Regions from separate parts of the Mus musculus genome. Here region 1 is linked to region 2. A link is a contact called in public promoter capture Hi-C data. All regions are on one chromosome and are shown on one strand. Each heading gives the region's core, a stretch centred on a gene start, on an enhancer-like site or on the middle of the called end of the contact. The rest is flanking DNA. Distances are from core to core; before and after follow the strand shown. Region 1 holds the start of Supt5 (suppressor of Ty 5, DSIF elongation factor subunit). Region 2 holds the start of Cic (capicua transcriptional repressor).

Region 1 (6,547 bases), core at 684-3,183, 3.1 Mb after region 2:
ACACAGCTTGGTGACAGAGTACCTGCCTAGCATTTGTGAAACTCTAGCCCAAAAACTACACAGAGAGAGAGAGAGAGAGAGAGAGACTAGACTCTCTCTAAATGCTCAATTAAATAAAGCATAGCTCAGTGGCAGAGTTCATACTTAATGTGTACAGAGCCCTGAGTTCTATCCCCATAATTAAAAGAAGGGGGAAGGGTCAGGCATGGTGGGACACATCTTTAGTCCCAGCATTTGGCAGGCAAAGGCAGGTAGATCTTTATGCGTTTGCCAGCCTGGTCTACATAGCTAGTTTTAGGCCAACTAAGGTTACACATAGTGAGATCCTATCTCAAAAAGAGAAAGAAAAAGAAGGAAAGAAAGAAAGAAAGAAAGAAAGAAAGAAAGACAGACAACCACATGATTTACCCCCTCTCTTCCGGTAAGTTCCCATTCAAATGTCACTCTGACTTATTCTGATGGCTTCAAAGTGCAGCTAGGACCCTCTACTCCCTTTTTGTGCTTGGATTTTTCACCAGAGTACTAGAAAGAGTTATCTCAGGCCACGTATCCTTAATTCACAGCTTGAGACAAGATGTGATGAGATTTCCTATTTTAGGCTGTCCGTGCTGTCATCTCAGGAATCTCATCACTTGGGAGGTAAAGGAAAAACAAAGGCAGCTCTCAGGAGGCAGAGGCAAGCAGATCTGAGTTCAAGGCCAGCCTGATCTACAGAGTGAGTTCCAGGACAGCCAGGGCTACACAGAGAAACCCTGTCTCGAAAAACCAAAAAAGAAAAAAAGAAAAGAAAACAAAACAAAACAAATAAAATCCAAAGTATACATATTTCAGATCTTGGAGGATTTTTGGATTATTTGCACATACACAATAAGGTACCTTGGAACGGGACAATACATGAAATTCATATATCTTTCATATATACTGTGCACAGTCATTTAACACAGTATTTTTAGTGCACTAGTGTTGACTTTGACCTGTCATATGTGGAATTTTCCATTCGTAGCATCGACAGAAGACTAGAAAAGTTACAAAATCATCTGGATTTTCACACTAGGATGCTGAACCTGGGAGTCTCTCATATTTACTGGCTATATTTATTCACAGTAGCAAATTCACATTCACCCATCAGTTGTCGATTTACATTTTAAAATCTGTTAGCAGGAGCCCAAGGACAAAGACTTGTACAGGCTGGCACACAGTAGGCAATACATACACACTTCTGGAACAACTGGGGATACCTAAAAACACAAACACGAAAGAATCCTAAGAGCTGGGGCTGTCCACCTAGCAGGGCCCTGAACTCAATCCTAGCATCGCAAGTGATAAAAAGTAAACCGAAAGAAACAAATCAGATGAAAGCCAACCGTGGACCTGGCGCACCCCCACCTTCTGGACGCTGCCCCTGCGCTCCACGCTGACTTGCACACTCGTCCATCTCTCCCGACAATCTGGAACCACCCTCCCCCCCAGCCGTTCCGAGTCCCCGGCTCCCCCAGGGCCCTCTCTGCCCTGCCCCTGTCCCTGTCCCCAGGCGCAACGTCTCCCCTAAGAATCCCAGGCACCGACCTCGGCCTCCTCCGCCTCGCTGCTGCGCTCGCTGTCCTCCTCCTCGGAGAAGTTGCTGTCTTCGCTGTCCGACATCTTCCGCAGCTGCAGAGGAAGACCGCGGCCTCAGGGCGTCGCGGAACCAAAAGCGCCACCCCCAAGCCTCAGTTTCCCCGCAAGGTAAACCGGGGGAGAAAATCCCCAGGCGCACTTCCGGCAGCCTGGTTCAGGCGGTCGCGAACCCGCGTTGTTCGGGCTATGGCAGCTAGCACACCCGGCCCTGGCTGCGGCCGGCACACGTCCTGAACCTCCGCCAGCCCCGACCCCCGCTCCGGCCCCTGCCTGCCGTCCCACGCCCGCTCACCGATCGCTTGCCACCTGAAGCTTCCGCGCCAGCTGCGGATCACACAACGCCTAGCTGGCCTGAGCGCTCTCTCGCGAGAACTGGCGCGTCAGTCTCACCTAACGCGAGACTTTAGGGGCCTGCTCTGAGGGCGGCCTCTTGGAGCCGCCATCTCCGGAGTGGCCAAAGTGGTTTACGCGGACTGTACGGCCGCCATCTTGAGAAGGTCGAAAAGTAATCGGCTTCTCCTAACCCAGAGCTGAATCGGGTGAACTGTTGGCTCGTCCGTCCTCTAAACTTCCCTCGGAGGTGTCAGAGGTGACGGGACAGAGATTCGGCTTCACACCGCCACCCTCGGCATTCTGAGGAGTTCCCCTAGATTTTTAGGGACCTAGACTCAGGTTAAATCCGAATTCCTGGCGATGCTCAAAACAATCTCAAAACTTGTTAGTTTAGCGCGGCACAGTATTGTGTTATTAATGATCTGGTTTGTTTGTTTGTTTGTTTGTGTGATAAGGCCTTACTTTGTAGCCTGGCTAAATCTCAGACTCACAAAGATAAGCCCATGTCTGCCTCTGCCTCCCTGGTACTGAAATTAAAGGCGTGTGCCACCATGCTTACAATGAAAGACACTTTAATACGGATTTAAGACTGAAGGCGGGAGCTGGTGAGATGGCTCAGTGGTTAAAAGCGCCTACTGCTCTTCCGAAGGTCCTGAGTTCAAATCCCAGCATCCACATGGTGACTCACAACCATCCATGACGAAATCTGATGCCCTCTTCTGGAGTATCTGAGGACAGCTACTGTGTACTTACATATAATAAATAAATAAATAAATCTTAAAAAAAAAAAGAAGAAGAGGAAGAAGAAGAAGAAGAACTGAAGGTGGACAGGCGAGCCAGGAGTTATGCACAAAACCATCACATTTATTTAATTCCGGACAGCCAAGGTTACACAGTGAAACACTGTAACCAAAACAAAACAATAAAACCTAAACTGGAGAGTTGGCTCAACCGCCAAAGAACGCTGGCTGCTGTGGAGCTGTGGTCAATTTCCAGCAGCTCACAACCCGCTTTCACTCCAGTCTCAGGGGAGCTAATGCTCGCCCTCTTCAGGCCTCGGCTGACATTGAATATCCACAGACATAAAAATTCAAGACAAGCCGGGCGGTGGTGGCGCACGCCTTTAATCCCAGCACTGGGAAGGCAGAGGCAGGCGGATTTCTGAGTTCGAGGCCAGCCTGGTCTACAGAGTGAGTTCCAGGACAGCCAGAACTGCACAGAGAAACCCTGTCTCGAACCCCCCACACACAAAAAAAAATTCAAGACAGAAAGTTAATAAAAGCAGCATGCTTGAGCAATCTAGATGGCTCATCAGATAAAGTATCTTGCTGAGAAACCTGACGATCTGAGTTCTATCCCTGGAACCTATATGATAGAAGGAAGATAGCCAAAAAGTTTTCTTCTGACCTCTGCATCCATGCTATAGTTGGAATACATGCACCCACTCATGTATGTGTGTATACATGTGTGTATATGGGTATATATACAATACATACACACATATATAACATTACATATGCATATAATATATATACAATAAGTTTAAATTTTTTAAGTCACGTGCTTCAGCTAGATATGGTGGTACCTACCTTGTAATACTGGCACTTGGCAGACTGAGGTAGGAGAATCTGAAGTCCCAATGGATCTAGACTACAAAACAGGACCCTTTCTCAAAACAACCAAATGGGAGAGGAGGAAGAAACAGTAAATTCCACCAAACTACTGAAAAGCACAAATTAACTTCAAAAACCATGTATGCACAGTGAAAGCAAAAGACGGTGGGATCTGGCAGAGGGTGTGATCCCATCCATACAGAACTCCAGAGCAAGCAAAGCCTAGCTATTCATAGGGAAAGCAGAGGAGTGGGTGTCTGAGCGCATGAGATGAAATGGAAGTCTGTCAGTGTCTGCCCGGGTGGGAGCGTTCACTGTACCTGGAGCCTTTTACTGCGTAAATCAGTGTCTGCCCGGAGGTGACCCGTTCAGGGTCGGTCTGAACTGCGCCCATGGAGTGAGATTATACAAAATGTTTAACGGATGGGAGCAGAAAGCAAGGGGGAGCAGGGTGGGCTGTTGCATTGACCAACCATATTTTTCTTTACAAGGGGTTTTGTTGGGGAAAAAGGGGGGCGGGGGAGGCCCTGGGGAAGAAGAGGGGGAGAAATATGCCACATCTGGCCAGAGTTCCTGTGCTCTGGGCAGGCGAACACGGGGAGACTGCCAGGCGCTTTCCACACGGCCCCGGGTGGGCATCTAAGCCTCTGACCCACGCTGCACACTGGTGAGAGTGGTGCAGCAGATCTAGATAGAGCAGAGACTCTCTATGGTTTAAGAGCTTTATTATAAAAATGCAGGGAGAAAGAGAGAAGGTAGAAAAGGAGAGAGAGAGAGAGCGAGAGGGAGGAAGAGAAGAGGAGAAAAAAAGACAAAGAGAAAGGAGAGAGGAGAGAAGACAAAGAGAGGGGAGAGAGAGGGTGAGAGTGAGGGGTAAGAGGTAAGAGTGGAAGAGGTAAGAGAGAGAGGTGGGGGCTGAACAGCCCTTTTATGGTCTTCACTGTTGCTAGGTAACTGGGGAGGAGTTTAGCCTGAAGGTCAGAAGCTTGGGCCATTGCTTACATGACTTCTACTGACCATGCTTCTCTTGTGGGGGGCTGTGGGATGCGGTAACTTAGGCAGGGGCCTGAGTTCCAGGAGCATGAGGGAATGCCTACCGTGTCATGTGGGTGAATTATCACCATTGGGGTTCAGACCTCAGCTCGACTGGAGGCCAGCCTGCAATTCCCCACAGGGTTAAGCAGGGAAGTTAACGGTGGTAATTGGGCCATATGCCAGTCACCTAGTTTCAGGGTCCTTGGGTCAGTTTTGCGTCAGGTCCCCTCCTGGACTCTGACCTAGAACAAAGGAGTTGGGCAAGCTCCACACAGTCAATTAAGTCAGGACGGGCAGCACATTTATGACTTGTGTGTTTAGATAACGGGAATACAGCATCTTTTCTCTTTACATCCTTCACTGGCTAACAGACAAACAGGAAATGTCTGAAGAAGCTGGAGGGGAGTTGGGTTCCAGGGCCTGGGAACATGAACTCAGTTTTGATCCTGCCCGTACAGTGGAGTTCCTCCTGAGATCAGGAAATTACCTCCTAACAGGTTCAGGAAGGCTAGCGCGGTCAGCAATGGAGGTTGGCGAGCTGCCGCATGGTGGAAGGAAAGAGCACTTTCTCCAGAGTGGAAAAGCTCGGAGCGTAAGGAAACCACACTCAGGGTTTTAACAGTTGGTGGGAGAAAATACAAGTGAGGTGGGAGGGGAAGGAGGAAGAAGAAGGAGGAGGAGGAGGAGGAGGAGGAGGAATCCTTGAGTTACAGCTCAGGAAAGTTCACAGGGCTGGAGAGGTGCCTCGTCCTTTAAGAGCATTGGCCTTTCTTATAGAGGACTCTGGTGCCATTCCCAGGACCTACATAGCCGCACACAACTGTTTGTAACTCTATTTCCAGTGACTTCATCACTTTCTTCCAGCCTCCATAGGCACTGTACATGTGATACACAGACACCCAGACATCAAGACACTTGTACACATAAAATACTTACAAAACAAAACAGAAAACAGTGCTGCACATGTGGATTTCTGTAGGCTGCTGCCTTGGAATGTATTTACTTTTTTAAACCAGATTCGGGATTGAACCTAGAACTTAACATGTTGATTCAAGTGCCCTAGCATGCCAGGAGCCAGCCCTGGCAGGGTCAGGTACTGAGATGGGACATAGTGCTGGACACTATCTGGCCTTGTAACTCTCTCTTAGTGTTCTGGGGGCTAGAAGCTGTTGGCCTCTGACGACTTAACTCTCCCCCTCCCCCTCCCCCCTCCCCCTCCCCCTCCCCCTCCCCCTCTCCTGTGGCTAAAAGCCACTGGTTTCTGGCAATTGATTCCTGCTGATAGCTGCAGGGGGTTAAGAAAAACAACTTTAGTTACTTGGCTCTTTTCTCTTTGGCTCAAGGGCCCCTCACTTGCCAGTCAAGAGGCTTAGAGTTAATTCACTCTTTGTGAACCACAGAGAAAAGAAAAAAGAAACGAAAAACAGGAAAAGTGAAAGACCAGACACATATACTGGATGAAGATGAAGAAGGCTACACTCCCTGTTTTATTGTGGTTCTTAGTTCTTATACTTTCTCAGAATACTTAATTACATGGTACTCAAAGAATTTTTATATTCCATAAGTTCATAATAAGTTTAGGTCAGTAGTTCATATCATAAATCAATAAGACTTAAAGAACTACAGGAGAATTGTTTACATGTCTTTCTATTAAGACTAGTACCAGGGCTGGTGAGATGGCTCAGCAGGTAAGAGCAGATAAGACTGCTCTTCCTAAGGTCCTGAGTTCAAATCCCAGCAACCACATGGTGGCTCACAACCATCCGTAACAAGATCTGACTCCCTCTTCTGGTGTGTCTGAAGACAGCTATACTGTACTTACATATAAATAAATAAATAAATCTTAAAAAAAAAAAAAAAAAAGACTAGTACCTAGCTGGGTGTGGTGGCTCACTCCTTTAATCCCAGCACTCAGAGGCAGAGGCAGGCAGGCAGATTTCTGAGTTCAA
Region 2 (6,755 bases), core at 333-2,832:
GGAGCTGTTTCTGATCCCAGTTGTTAACAGAATTTTATCTCAGTTGGTTCCTGCCAGTTCTTCCGTGTTTGCATTCCTCTGTTTTGTGTAAGAATCCAGTAACCTCTTTGTACCTTGCTGGTGTCACCCATCTTCCCTATTTTCTTCTGTATAAAAAGTTTGATGCTCAATTTGACAAATTACATTCAGATCCACACTCCCTTGTGTTGAGTCTGTCCATCCATTCCCGCTGACTCCTTGCCCACCTGAGACTAGAGACCCGTTCCATGCAGACAAGGGATCAATAGGGTCTGCGGCACGGTGGGAACTTCCTGTAGATATCGAGAAGTTGCCTCACTGTAAGTGCCATAGATAATGGGTGCTTTTTGCATGTCCTATGTGAAGCAGCCATATATCCCAGAACATTCTCTTACAGAGCATAGTGCAAGCATAAGGAAAGCAGAATAACTAAAAGCAGCTCAATGAGAAAGGGGTTTATCTCAACTTATATTTCATCAAGCCCATCTGAAGGGGCGTCAGGGCAGGAACTCTGGGCAAGAATTCAATGGGGAAGCCATGCAAGAACCCTTCATAATGGCTTGCTCTCCATGGTTTGTTTCGCCTGCTTCCCAGGACCACTTTCTCAGGGGTTGCACCCACCCACAATGGGTTGGACCCTCCTACACCAACCACTAATTAAGATAGTACTGCACTGACTTGCCTACAGGGCAATCTTTTGGAGACAATTGGGGTTCACTCTATGTCAGGATTTGGTACTTGTGTCAACTTAAAAACTAACCAGCACCAACAGTAAGATGTGCTACAATAGACCAGATGTGTGTGTGTGTGTGTGTTTCACTATTACAGTCTTGAGTATCCATCATATGCAAGAGAAACCTTCATTAGAGGAGGAGTACACCATTCTCCATTATCCTTTGATCCAAGGGAAACCTGATGGGAAGACTGAAGCTAGGGATAGTCACACCTGGTGTAAACTCGGCACCGGGGCAACAGCTGTCTATGCCTCAGAGGGTATGTGGCACATGCTCTTCTCCTCACCTCCGGTGTGACACCCACCCCAAGATTTTTACACATCTTTCCTCAGGTGTGAAAAGCCATAGGGCTATTCGCCTTCGGAATGAAGTGTGAAACCCCAGGAAGTGACGCAAAAGAAAAGTTTGGAGATTGGAGGGTGCGATCAGAAAAGTGCGCCGTCCTAAAATCAAAAAGTCTTGGAGTTGACATCACGGCCACAGGCCACGCGGGTTGCCAGTACTGCAGAGCGCGCTACCCTACAACCGCAGGTCCTCTCTCCTTCTGGTGGCAACAGGGCTTTCCGCGGGGCCGCGCCAGACTTTTTGAGACTGTTGATTGGCCGTAGTCCGGCCACCCGACAGCCAATCATGCAGAGGAAAGGTGACATCACTAGTTCTCCTCCCATCCCCCTACCCCAAACTTCTCTACTCTGGTTTACCAGCACCAACAACCACGTGGGGGAGGGGTAAGAGAGTAGAACCGGTGAGGTCATTGCACCGCCCCTGCCGTTGCTGATTGGCTGCGGGGCTCGCGGGTGTCGGTTGGCTGCTCTTTGCACCTCCCCCTCGTGCCGCTACAGCCGCCTCAGCGAGGAGCCACTGGCGACGCCAGAGCCAGCAATCCGGGTGAGTCGGGGCCCTGGGTCTAAGATGTTCCCAGTGTCCAGCGAGACTCAGGAGGAGCTGCCCTTTCCGACTTTTTCTCTTCGCCCGGGTTCTTTGGAGCTCCATGCACTCTGTCACATGGGAGTTGTAGTCTGACTTATGCTTCTGACTACGGGCCGGATACAGAAGAAGACTACTATTCCCAGCAGGCATTGCGTTCAGCTGGTCAACAAACCCTCGGGCCACGCCTCTCGAGCTTGTTTATTGGAGGGCATATCCTTTAGTCCCGCCTCCCTTCATTTTATTGGTTACTGTCCCTCGCAGGGGGTGGTTTCTTGCTTAAGATGGATGGTGATTGGGTACTGTAATTGTCATTCGGCATATAAATAGTCTGTTAATTGGTTAAAGGAGGTGTCCATTACTTGTTGTAAGGTAGAGTTCTAGGCAGATCAGGCAGTCGTAGGCTTAGGTTGGTGTCGGTCCCGGAGGGAGGCCGGTCTTGGAATTTGACCCCGCCCCTTGGCGCTGCCGGAAGAGCGCAATTGGTGGTAGCAAGTGTCGCTTGCGGATGATAGGCGGAGCCGACTAGACAGCGAATATCTATTGGTCTAGGTTGGCGCCGGTCACCGGGGTTGTGGCCGTTTATTGGCTGGTTGCTCCAGCTGTTGCAGGTCCATTCACCATTTTGTGTGTTGGAGTAAAAAAAAAAGGGAGAATCGAGAGGGAGAGCCGGAGGGGGGGCGGGGAGGGACCGGACCGGACTGAGCCGGGGCCACGGCCCCCCGCCCCGAAACCCCGCGGAGCCCGAGGTGAAGGGCGGGGCTAGGGCTGACACTGCGTGGGGGTGGAGGGGAGCTGGAGGCCGAGAGGGGACAGGTGGCAGGGACGGGAAAGGGGTACAGGGCAAAAGAGGTGGGCGGAATGGTGTGGGAAGGGGTGACAGAGTGGAAGAAGTGGTAGGAAGTGGGGAGTGACAGAAAAGGAGCAACTAGGGGAGAGTACTGATAACAGGAATGGAGGGGTAACAGGATTAGATCAGGGTGACAGGGAGAGGAAGGGGACCGAGTTGGAGGGGGTGATAAAGAGAGGCGATGGGCAGAGGTGTCAGATTTGGAGGTCTAGAGATGGCCGACAGAAGAGTGAATAGGAGGAATAGGTGATATAAATAAATGGGGGTGACCAGCGGGGGGGGGTAACAGGAGGGGGCCTAGTATCTGAGAAAATAAGGTAGAGGTGGTGACAAGATGGGAGAGAGTGGCAAGCGAAGATGGTGTCAGGAGGGTGGATGGAAATAGAGAGGATGAGACCCTAAAGGGCATGGGGTGGCCTCAGCTTCAGGAGTTTCACGTTCTGAAAGGGAGGTGAGGGCCCGCGGGACCCTGGGTAGTAGTTAGCTATGGTGCACAGGAAGAAGGTAGGCCCCAAGAAAGAGAGGTCTGGCTCTGGGGTAAAGAGACCAGTCCAGGTAACAGGGGTAAGGGATGTTGGCTGGTGTGCTTGTAGGCCCTGGGTGGGGTGTAAAGGTTTATGTTTGGACAGTGTTTGTACCAGATCTCAGGCTCCTGAATGGTGCCCTAGCAGGTCAGTGGGGAGATGGCAGTGGAGTCGGCTTAACTCACAGCACCTTGGTGCTGATCCCAGGCCCTTCAGAGTCTGCCAGTGAGAACCCCAGAATTGTCCCACAGAAGGAGAAGGCCTCAAGTCGGAGAGCATGAGATCTGGGATCGCAGTCAGCCTGAAGACTGTCAGAGGGGTCTCTGATTGTGTTTGGCGGAATCTAGGACAGCTAATGTTTGGCTTCTCAAGTTTTCCAAGTCACTCTGGAGTAAAGTTTTAGGGGTTTTGTTTTGCCCTTTTTTTTTTTTTTTTCTTCTTTTCTCAGGGCAGCTTGAAAGGGGGCGGGCAGAGTGACTGTTCAGGAAGTGGGTGAGGTTGGCTTGTTGGGCTTGTCCTGCTGTCTTTGACCTCATCCTCCTTACCCCCACCTGGAGCTGTCTGGGCATATTTGGGTCCCTGAGGGTGCTGGCCATTTCAGACACCCTGCCCAGCCTGCTCAGTCTGGGTGAGGATACGTGCAGGCCAGAAGTGAGGGCTGGGCTTGCAGGCATTGCTCTGGGTGCTGTTGGGGAAAGGGGAAGACTCCCTCCTGTGTAGTGGGACAGAGAAACCCTGGGGTGTGCAGTTCTGTGTCCCACTGTGTGATGACGTGTGCTGCATTTGTGCGCGTGCGTGTGCTCATGTACAGTCCTGTGGCAGTGCTGGTGTGAGCTCTTGCCCCAAACGTGCCCCTGCCTACTCCCTGCCAGGACCTGGGAAGATGGTTGTACCTGGCAGACCTGGGATACTGAGCAGAGTGGGCAAGCATCCCTAGGGACTCTGAGCTGCCTACTCCTTCCCACAGTACCTGGCCATGCATGACTGCCTGTAGGGGTGGAGAGAGAGTAGAGGGAGGAGAGAAGCTTGCATCTCAGCTGTGTCACCTCCTTTCTGTGGCTTGGTGCTTATGTGCGTGAGTTTCTGTGTGCATTTGTGTGTGTGCTTTCTAGGTGATGAGAGTGAGAGCAAGCATGATGTGTGGGTCACATGATTGGCAGCACAGGGCAGTGGTTAGGAGCTCAGTTCTGTGGCCCTAGAGCACCTGGGTTCAGACCCGACCCTCCCCTGAACCCCCTGCCCTGGCTGCTTTGTATGTGGATGATCCTAATCCAAGCACCAGTCTCTCTGCACCTTGCTTCATAGTAGCACTCACCTCTTAGGGCTGTTGGGTGGAAAAAGCAGGCAGCTTAGCAAAGGGCTCAGGACAGTGTGATTGCTCCATGGTGTGAACTCTCAGTGATCCTCACACTCCTGGAGTCTGTTTGTGCACATTGCATGTCCCCTGCAGAAGGAGCAGGGAGTCAGGGTTGTATATGCTCAGGAGACCCAGCCCGGTGCCAGTCTGTGTGTGAATGTTTGCCAGAGCTCACGTGAGCTAGAGGTAGTCTTGTGGGTCATGGAGCGGAGGCAGTCAGCTCAGCAAGCAGAAAGACCCGAGGGGCCCTGGGTCTGTGGGTATTCACAGTCCCTTCCGATGATCCCTGCTGCTCTCCTGTCTCACAGGTGGACAGACGATGAAGCCAATGAAGAAGGCATGCCCTGGCCTTGCAGGTTCCGCCAGTGGCAGCAAGTCCCCACCAGCTACCAGGGCCAAGGCTTTGAGACGGCGAGGGGCCGGGGAGGGTGACAAGCCAGAGGAGGAGGAGGAGGCACAGCCACAGGAGCAGGCAGGGCCAGAAGAGGCTGAAGAGGGTGAGGAAGAGGAGGCTGAGCGGGACCCTGGAGCTGAGGGAACACATCCAGAGCTGCAGCCCAATGATCCTACTCCAGGCCTAACTGAGGACCCTAAGGGGGATGGGGAGGCAGGCCGCTGGGAGCCCTCACTCAGTCGCAAGACAGCCACATTCAAGTCTCGGGCCCCGAAGAAGAAATATGTGGAGGAGCATGGCACTGGAAATGTTGGTGTGGTAGGAGCCCCTGAAGAGCGGGAGCGGACGCCTGAGGACGCCAGTGCCCTGGGTGTGCCTCCTCGGCCACCCACCTCCACTCGGTCCTCCTCTACTGACACGGCCAGTGAGCACTCAGCCGACCTGGAGGACGAGCCCCCTGAGGCTTGTGGTCCAGGCCCCTGGCCCTCTACAGGCACCAGTGAAGGCTATGACCTGCGGCAACTGAGGTCTCAGCGGGTGCTGGCTCGGCGTGGTGATGGCCTCTTCCTGCCTGCAGTCGTGCGCCAGGTGCGCCGTAGCCAGGACTTGGGTGTGCAGTTCCCTGGGGACCGTGCCTTGACTTTCTATGAAGGAGTACCCGGTGGTGGTGTGGACGTTGTTTTGGATGTCACACCACCTCCAGGTGCACTGATGGTGGGCACGGCTGTCTGCACTTGTGTGGAACCTGGTGTGGCTGCCTACCGAGAGGGTGTAGTGGTGGAAGTGGCCACTAAACCAGCTGCCTATAAGGTCCGCCTCAGCCCTGGCCCCAGCTCCCATGCAGGCCCACCAGGCACACTGCCACAAGCCCAACAGACACTGCACCGTGAGCCTGAGGAGGCTGTCTGGGTTACTCGCTCTAGCCTGCGCCTGCTTCGGCCCCCCTGGGAACCTGGGGCCTTGCTGAGGAAGCACCCTGCAGGCCCAGAGGAGGAGCAGGCAGAGCCTGGGCCCGCTTTGCCTCCTTGTCCTTCTTCCGTGGAGCCCAAGCAACCTGAGGATGCTGAGGTCTCCAACATCAGCTTTGGTAGCAACCTGGGGACTCGCTGCGAGGAGGGGGAGGAGAAGCACCCACCATCCCTGGGCACCCCTGTCCTGCTCCCACTGCCTCCACCCCAGCTCCTGTCACCACCCCCGAAGTCCCCAGCCTTTGGTGGCCCTGGCCGCCCTAGTGAGCAGCCTTCGCCCTGCCAGGAAGGGAGCCAGGGTGGCAGCCGCAGTAGCAGTGTGGCCTCACTGGAGAAGGGAGCTGCACCAGCAGCCCGTGCTCGCACGCCATTGACAGCCGCCCAGCAGAAGTACAAGAAGGGCGACGTGGTCTGCACGCCCAATGGCATCCGAAAGAAGTTCAATGGCAAGCAGTGGCGCCGGCTGTGCTCTCGGGATGGCTGCATGAAGGAGTCCCAGCGGCGCGGGTACTGCTCGCGCCACTTGTCCATGAGAACCAAAGAGATGGAGGGCCTGGCAGACAGTGGGCCAGGTGGGACTGGGCGGCCTGCGGGTGTGGCAGCCCGGGAAGGAAGCACTGAGTTTGACTGGGGCGATGAGACTTCGAGGGACAGTGAGGCCAGCAGTGTGGCAGCCCGGGGAGACTCCCGCCCACGTCTAGTGGCGCCTGCTGACCTGTCACGCTTCGAGTTTGATGAGTGTGAGGCGGCTGTGATGTTGGTGTCACTTGGCAGCTCCCGCTCAGGCACACCTTCCTTCTCTCCGGTCTCTACACAGTCGCCCTTCTCTCCAGCCCCCTCTCCCTCACCCTCGCCGCTCTTTGGCTTCCGCCCTGCCAATTTCAGCCCCATAAATGCCTCACCTGTCATCCAACGCACTGCTGTTCGCAGCCGCCACCTGAGCGCCAGCACCCCTAAGGCAGGCGTGCTGACACCACCAGACC

What was found. Promoter capture Hi-C pulls out the DNA fragments that hold promoters and counts their contacts.
Region 1: a promoter capture Hi-C map of second pharyngeal arch cranial neural crest shows a contact between it and region 2. The contact joins the promoter of Supt5 here to the promoter of Cic in region 2. A contact is called at or near these places in 3 of 39 promoter capture datasets (the HPC-7 cell line, maxillary cranial neural crest and second pharyngeal arch cranial neural crest).

Annotation. Positions count from the first base shown.
Region 1 is chr7:28,336,786-28,343,332 of GRCm38.p6, forward strand. It overlaps Supt5 (suppressor of Ty 5, DSIF elongation factor subunit), which reads right to left and starts at 1,934. Exons shown (of 30, transcript NM_013676.1): 1 at 1,910-1,934; 2 at 1,567-1,650. The coding sequence starts at 1,641.
Region 2 is chr7:25,266,117-25,272,871 of GRCm38.p6, forward strand. It overlaps Cic (capicua transcriptional repressor), which reads left to right and starts at 1,583. Exons shown (of 21, transcript NM_001302811.1): 1 at 1,583-1,640; 2 at 4,719-6,755. The coding sequence starts at 4,730. Gm45974 (a long non-coding RNA gene) reads right to left here and starts at 4,721. Exons shown (of 3, transcript XR_001778066.2): 1 at 4,586-4,721; 2 at 4,369-4,497; 3 at 2,217-2,281.